Regions from separate parts of the Rattus norvegicus genome. Here region 2 is linked to region 1. A link is a contact called in public Hi-C data. All regions are on one chromosome and are shown on one strand. Each heading gives the region's core, a stretch centred on a gene start, on an enhancer-like site or on the middle of the called end of the contact. The rest is flanking DNA. Distances are from core to core; before and after follow the strand shown.

Region 1 (3,206 bases), core at 243-2,742:
GTCCTCAGACAAGCCACATCGGCAAGCTCTGGGTTTGATTGAGAAACCTTGGCCCCAACAAATAAAAATAAGGTTGGAAGAATGATAGAGGACTCAGCTTTGGGCCTCAGTGTGATCAGGCGCGTGCATGTGTGTGTGTGTGTGTGTGTGTGTGTGTGTGTGTGTGTGTGTGTGTGTGTACTGTTCTATTGCTGCGAAGAAACACATGACCGCAGTAACTCTTACAAAGGAAAGTGTTAAATTGAGGGTTTGTTTACAGTCTCAGAAGCTCGGCCCATTATTATCACGGGGAGAGCATGGCAGCACGTAGGCAGACCTGCTGGAGAAGCGGCTGACAGCTGCATCCAGCTCCATAGGCAGAGCAGCAAGATTGGATCTGCTGACCTGGCTTTTGCAACCTCAACGCCCACCCCCAGAGATGCACTTCCTCCAGCAAGGCCATGCCTCCTAATCGCTCTAATCCTATCAAACAATTCCATTCCCTGTTGACCGAGCATTCAAATATATGAGCCTATGAGGGCTATGCCTATTCAAACCACCACAGGGGCTGTCTACATGGCTCAGTTGCAGAAGGCACTTGCTGCCAAACCTGAGGACCTGAGTTCAATCCCAAGCACCTACATGGTGGCAGAAAAGAACCAACTCCCAAACTTGTTCTCTGACTTCCACAAGAGTGCTGCAAGGTACACGCGCACTTACCCACACCCACCCGCTACATAAGTTCTAAAAGTGCATCTGCTAAAACAAAACCAAATTTGTTTTTGACATGTCTACTGGTCTGAAAAGCGTGGAATACATCTGGGGAGGCAGAGGCAGGTGGATCTGGGAGATCAAGGCCAGCCTGATCTACAGAAAGAGTAGCAACTCAATCAAAGCTACATAGTGAAACTGTATCAAGAAGAGAAGGGGGGTTGGGGATTTAGCTCAGTGGTAGAGCGCTTGCCTAGCAATGGCAAGGCCCTGGGTTCAGTCCCCAGCTCCGGGAAAAAAAAAAAAGAGAAGGAAGGGGCTGGAGAGGTGGCTCAGAGGTTAAGAGCCCCGACTGCTCTTCCAGAGGTCCTGAGTTCAAATCCCAGCAACCACATGGTGGCTCACAACCATCTGTAATGAGATCTGATGCCCTCTTCTGGTGTGTCTGAAGACAGCAACAATGTACTTATATATAATAAATGAATAAATCTTTTTTTAAAAAAAAGAAGAGAAGGAAGGGAGGGAGGGAGGGAGAGAGAAGGAAAAAGAAAAGAGAAAGAAAGAAAAGAAAGAGAAAAAGAAAAAAGAAAGGAAGGAAAGAAAAAGAAAGAAAGAAGGAAAGGAAGAAAGGAAGAAAGAAAGAAAGAAAGAAGGAAAGAAAGAAAGAGAGAAAGAAAGAAAGAAAGAAAGAAAGAAAGAAAGAAAGAAAGAAAACAGAAAGCCCCAGTGGCATTGGGAAATAGGACAAAGCTCAAATGACTTTTTGCTTCAGGACTTCTCAGAGCATTTCCTGTGCTGTGTTTGCTGTGAGTCACACATTTGAGAGGTTGATGCCTGGAACCTGCTGGTACTTGGTTGCTCTTAGTTCCCCAACTACCAGTCCCGTCCCTCCCAGATTGGCAGCCAGCCTGGTGTGTGTGTGTGTGTCTGTGTGTGTGTGTGTGTGTGTGTGTGTGTGTGTGTGTGTGTAAGGACACCTAGGATTAAGCAAGCACCCATCTGTGGCTTCTAGACCTGGAACTTGCACAGGTGGCCCTCGTCCCAAGGAAGGCCTTGCTTTAGTGGGAACACAAAGGCATTGGGCAATGTGCTCAGGTAGCCTTTCCCACAGCGGGTGCCATGCCTTCTGGAGGCCTGGCAGGGGTAGGGTGGAGGTAGAGGTCCACTCGGAATGCTCTCTCAGCCAAGTGCACACTCCACAGATGAGCGCCAGTGTCAGGACAGGTGCCAGGGTGTTCCTGGTCACCTGGATGGTGCTGTGAGAAAGAAGACAGTCTCAGAGGTGAGGGGGTGATGCTCCTTACCCCCTGTGGCTTATCCAGCTTCTCTCCAAGGGCCCTGGCTTCACCTCCAATTTTCTTTCTAGGTCATCTCTTTTTTCTTTTTTAAGTACATTATTTATTTATTTATTTATTTATTATGTACACTGTAGCTGTCTTCATACACACCAGAAGAGGGCATCAGATCCCATTACAGATGGTTGTAAGCCACCATGTGGTTGTTGGGAATTGAACTCAGGACCTCTGGAAGAGCAACCATTGCTCTTAACCACTGAGCCATCTCTCCAGCCCTCTAGGTCATCTCTTAGCTCCACAAATTTCCCCCTCCCTCTGCCCCTTCAGGCCTACAATGTTATAGGCTCCCCACTGCTGTGAGCCTTAGGAGGCTTCACTGCCCCTTGTCTGTTTCCCCAACCCGTGCCTCCTTTGATTAAGTCTTCCTAGAAACTCCTTAGGACTGGCATTTGTTCCCTCCAAGGCCTTGACTTGATGCAGGTTTAGTCAAATGAAGCAGAGACCCAAAATAATCTAAAACCAGATCAAGGGCCAGCGAGATGGTCTAACATGTAAAGGTAGCAGCCCCAAGCCTGGTAACCTGAGGTGATCCTTGGAACACACATGATCTAGTCAGGTTTCTCTTGCTTGATAAAACACCATGATCACCGAGCAACTGGGGAAGGAAAGGGTTTCTTTTATTTTACAACCTACGGCCCATTATCTGAGAGGCAGAAACTCAAGGCAGGAGTCTGGAGGCCTGAACTGATGCGGAGGCCCTGGAAGAGGAGGATGCTCTTTATGCCTTCCTCAACCTATCTTCTTCTTCTGCTTCTTCTGCTTCTTCTTCTTCTTCTTCTTCTTCTTCTTCTTCTTCTTCTTCTTCTTCTTCTTCTTCTTCTTCTTCTTCTTCTTTTGATTTTTTGTTTTGTTTTTTTTTTCTTCTTTTTTTTGGAGCTGGGGACCGAACCCAGGGCCTTGCGCTTGCTAGGCAAGTGCTCTACTACTGAGCTAAATCCCCAACCCTCGGCCTGTCTTCTTATACCTTCCAGAACCATTAGACCTGGGGTGGCTCTGCCCCTAAAAGCTGGTTCCTCTCACATTGATCATTAAGCAAAACAATATCCCACAGACTTGCCTATCTCAACCATGAGTCCCTCTTCCCAAACAATAACAGCCTGTGTCAATTTTTAAAAAAAGGTCAGGGTTGGGGATTTAGCTCAGTGGTAGAGCGCTTGCCTA
Region 2 (3,206 bases), core at 496-2,995, 66 kb after region 1:
CCTGTCCAGTTCCAGGCTACTCCCCCTACCCTCCACCCCCTTCCTCCTTACAAGAAGCCCTGGATCTTACTTACCAGCTAGAGTTTCCTTTCCAGACAGCAGTGTCTAAGTGGTGCCAGGAATCTGTGCACCTCGTGTTTAGCCCCCGTGGCCTTGCTTGAACAGTCATTGGGAGGGTGTGAGCATGATGCCGACTCTTCCTACCTGGAGAGAACCCAAGGATACCCTTTCTCCTGTGCCCCTAATCAGTGTCCCTGCCCCAAGTCTAGCCTCTTAGTCCTCTTGTATCAATCAAGGCCCTGCTTCCTCCACCCACCTCTGCTCCCAGGCAGGGAAGGAAGCAGAACCTCTGGTCTTGTTTTTAAGCAAGCCTCCCAGAATCTCCTGGGTACGCACAGCTCTGTCAAACCTGGGATGAGAAGCTGCCACTGGGGTTCTGAGAAGGAGCCAGTAATCTATTTTCCCCAACCCCGGAGGGTGGTTCTGCTTTTGTGTTTTGGTGATGATGGTACTTGGAACCAAACCCAGGGCCTTGCATGTTGAAGAAGACAAGTGCCGGTATCAGTGAGACAAGACACTGCGTGTTTTCGAGGCAAGACCCCTGCTGGCCTTGAACTCATGACCTCCTTGCTTTTGCCTCTTAAGTGCTGGTATTAGAGACATGTCCCACTGTGTTTGGCTACCAGTCCTGGAGATTCAGAGGTCACATACCTGTTTGCGTGGGGACATAGTCCGCAAGCCTTTGGCTACCACTGTGGACAGGAATGAGCCCTTCTGTAGTTGGGAGAGAGGGATCTGGTAGCGACACGGCTCTTTGCCTATGAGGATCAGGCAGTAGGTCATACCAGGGTGTCAGGTGAGGGCTGTACAGCTCTTATCCTAGGCTCAGCAGTGGGGCAAACACAAAGTGATCAAGTAGTGCTCAGTCCTGGAAACACACACACACACACACACACACACACACACACACACACACACACACAGATGATGGCTGTGCCTGGCAGTTAGACTGAGCCTCAGCTCCCGTGTGGATGGACTGGCAGCAGATAAGACAGACCCAGGGATTTTGTGTCTACTTATGGGAACATAGGGTGGGAGAGAGTGCCACACACAGTGAAGGAAAGACCAGCAGAGTGTGTGTGTGTGTGTGTGTGTGTGTGTGTGTGTGTGTGTGTGTGTGTGTGTGTTTGAGACAAGGTCTTAGGTAACCCAGACTGACCTCCACTTTGTTGTGCAGCCAAGGTTCACCTTGAACTGATTCTCCTGCCCCACCCTAAGTGTTGGGATTATAGGTGTGAGCCGATATACCAGACTAAACGTGCGTGCGGTTTTGTTTCTGGGCAGTTATTGGGGTAACGGCTAAGTAACATAGCTCGAAAGGATAACAAGAGTTGGTTCCAGAAAGCAGACAAGGAAGGACACTGTGGCAGAAAGCCCTGTAGCATTAGTCATGGGGGACATGGACTGTATAGAATTGGGGCTTTCACAGGGAACTGTGTCCCTCTGTCCAGACACCACCGAGCCCTGGCAGTGCCTGAAGCCCTTTCACCAGGGATTTGGGACTGTCCTGGGGTCATTGAATACTGAATTCCTGCGTCTGGGGCCTCCCAGTCTTTGGGCTCCCTGGGTGTTTTCCTCTCAGTTACCTGGACAACGCCTTTGAAAACATCTAGATATTGTCCAAGCGGATGTAGGCGTCCACTGCCCACAGCCATTTCTTGGGAGAGCCTGGGTCATAGGCACCAGGCTTAGCCTTGTGCTTTGCCGCTGTCCCACACCTCCCCCTTGCTCTCCCAGGACAGATGCCTCAGATGCACTTGAGCTTAGCATTAGTCCGAGGTCGCGGGGAGTTGATGTCTGTCTTGCCTCCATTCAGACACAAGCATTTAGCTGCAGGGCTTTACGTGTTCTGAGCAGTGGAATGTGCTGCCTGCAGCCAGGCTTGGACACCAGACCTGGTGGCGAAGGCCAAAGGACTGAGGAGGGAGGAGCTGTGGAAGGCCAAGGGCCAGAGGAGGGAGGAACCGTCACCAAAGCCTACATCAATTCTCTCCCTTCTGCCCATGTCCCCTCCACACTTAAACTGGCCACTCCTCTACCTGCTCATGTCTCTTCAGGTTGCCTAATATCTACCTGTGTCCGCTGGCCTACTCTCATGTCCTGGGTGTCCCCTTGCATCCTCCAATGACAACGAAGCCACCTTTTACCAAATGACCTTCCTTTTACTCTTTGCTTTATCCAGAGAATCCCTGAGAATCTGAACATTGGGCTCCGAGGCCTCCAAGGGGTGGGTGGGTCTTTGGGTAGCTGAGTTACAAAAAGTGACTCCTCCTGGTTCTCTCAGCCATCGTGAATCTAACAACTGTGGAGGGGCTATTGGGATGGAACGTTGGGTCCCCTCTGAAATGAGAAGGGCCCTAGAGTTTGGCAGTTGACAGGAGAGGGTGACTCACGGGCTGTCATCTCCCATAGGTGACACAGGGGCTAAGGGCCTATGATGGCCTTTCCCTTCCTGAGGACACAGAGACTGTCACAGCGAGCCGGTATGGCTGGACCTACTCATACCTCTCTGACGATGAGGACCTGTTGGCTGATGATGCGTCAGGAGGTGAGCCGTGTGTCCCCCTACTAGGGATGGAGTCTTTCCAGGAACAGTCCTGGCTGCAGAAAGTTCTATGAAACCCACCCCAGGTAGGACCTCAAGAGACGGCCCATATATTGAGCGCCGTGGTATACACCAACTTAATTCCTGAACTTGGGTGGTGGAGGAGGGAAGATCAGGAGTTCAAGGCTAGCCACCATTATATATGAGTTCGAGGCCAGCCTGTCGTAAATGAGACCTTGTCTTAAACAACAACAACAACAAACACAAACGAACAACACACACGGGGGCTGGAGAGGTGACTCAGCGGTTAAGAGCACCGACTGCTCTTCCTGGCGTCCTGAGTTCAAATCCCAGCAACCACATGGTGGCTCACAGCCATCTGTAATGGGATCTGGTGCCCTCTTCTGATGTGTCTGAAGACAGCTACCGTGTACTCATATGCATAAAAAAAAAAAGTCTTATTTTAAGGACAGCACACGCACAAAATAGACTAGAGCTGGTGAGATTGGTCAGCGGGTAAAGGTGCTTGCCGCCAGGTCTCACGACTACAGTTCGATCTCGAGAACCGGAATCGTAGAAGGAACCAGCTAGGGCCTCCTCT

What was found. A called contact is a pair of places that touch in the nucleus more often than the background predicts.
Region 2: a Hi-C map of the A7r5 cell line shows a contact between it and region 1, with 3 times the contacts expected there. The contact joins two enhancer-like sites. A contact is called at or near these places in 6 of 12 Hi-C or Micro-C datasets (the A7r5 cell line, Schwann cells, kidney and 3 more).

Annotation. Positions count from the first base shown.
Region 1 is chr5:154,924,934-154,928,139 of GRCr8, forward strand. No RefSeq gene overlaps it. Among named protein-coding and RNA genes, the nearest start is that of Cela3b, 6.2 kb to the left of the region's middle. Within about 2 kb of position 1,493, at least 4 of the 93 cell types and tissues checked have an H3K27ac peak or open chromatin away from gene starts, as enhancers often do. A contact at or near this core is called in the A7r5 cell line, where this site is marked.
Region 2 is chr5:154,990,971-154,994,176 of GRCr8, forward strand. It overlaps Hspg2 (heparan sulfate proteoglycan 2), which reads left to right. Exons shown (of 97, transcript NM_001427438.1): 2 at 2,473-2,608. Among named protein-coding and RNA genes, the nearest start is that of Hspg2, 32 kb to the left of the region's middle. Within about 2 kb of position 1,746, at least 23 of the 93 cell types and tissues checked have an H3K27ac peak or open chromatin away from gene starts, as enhancers often do. A contact at or near this core is called in the A7r5 cell line, where this site is marked.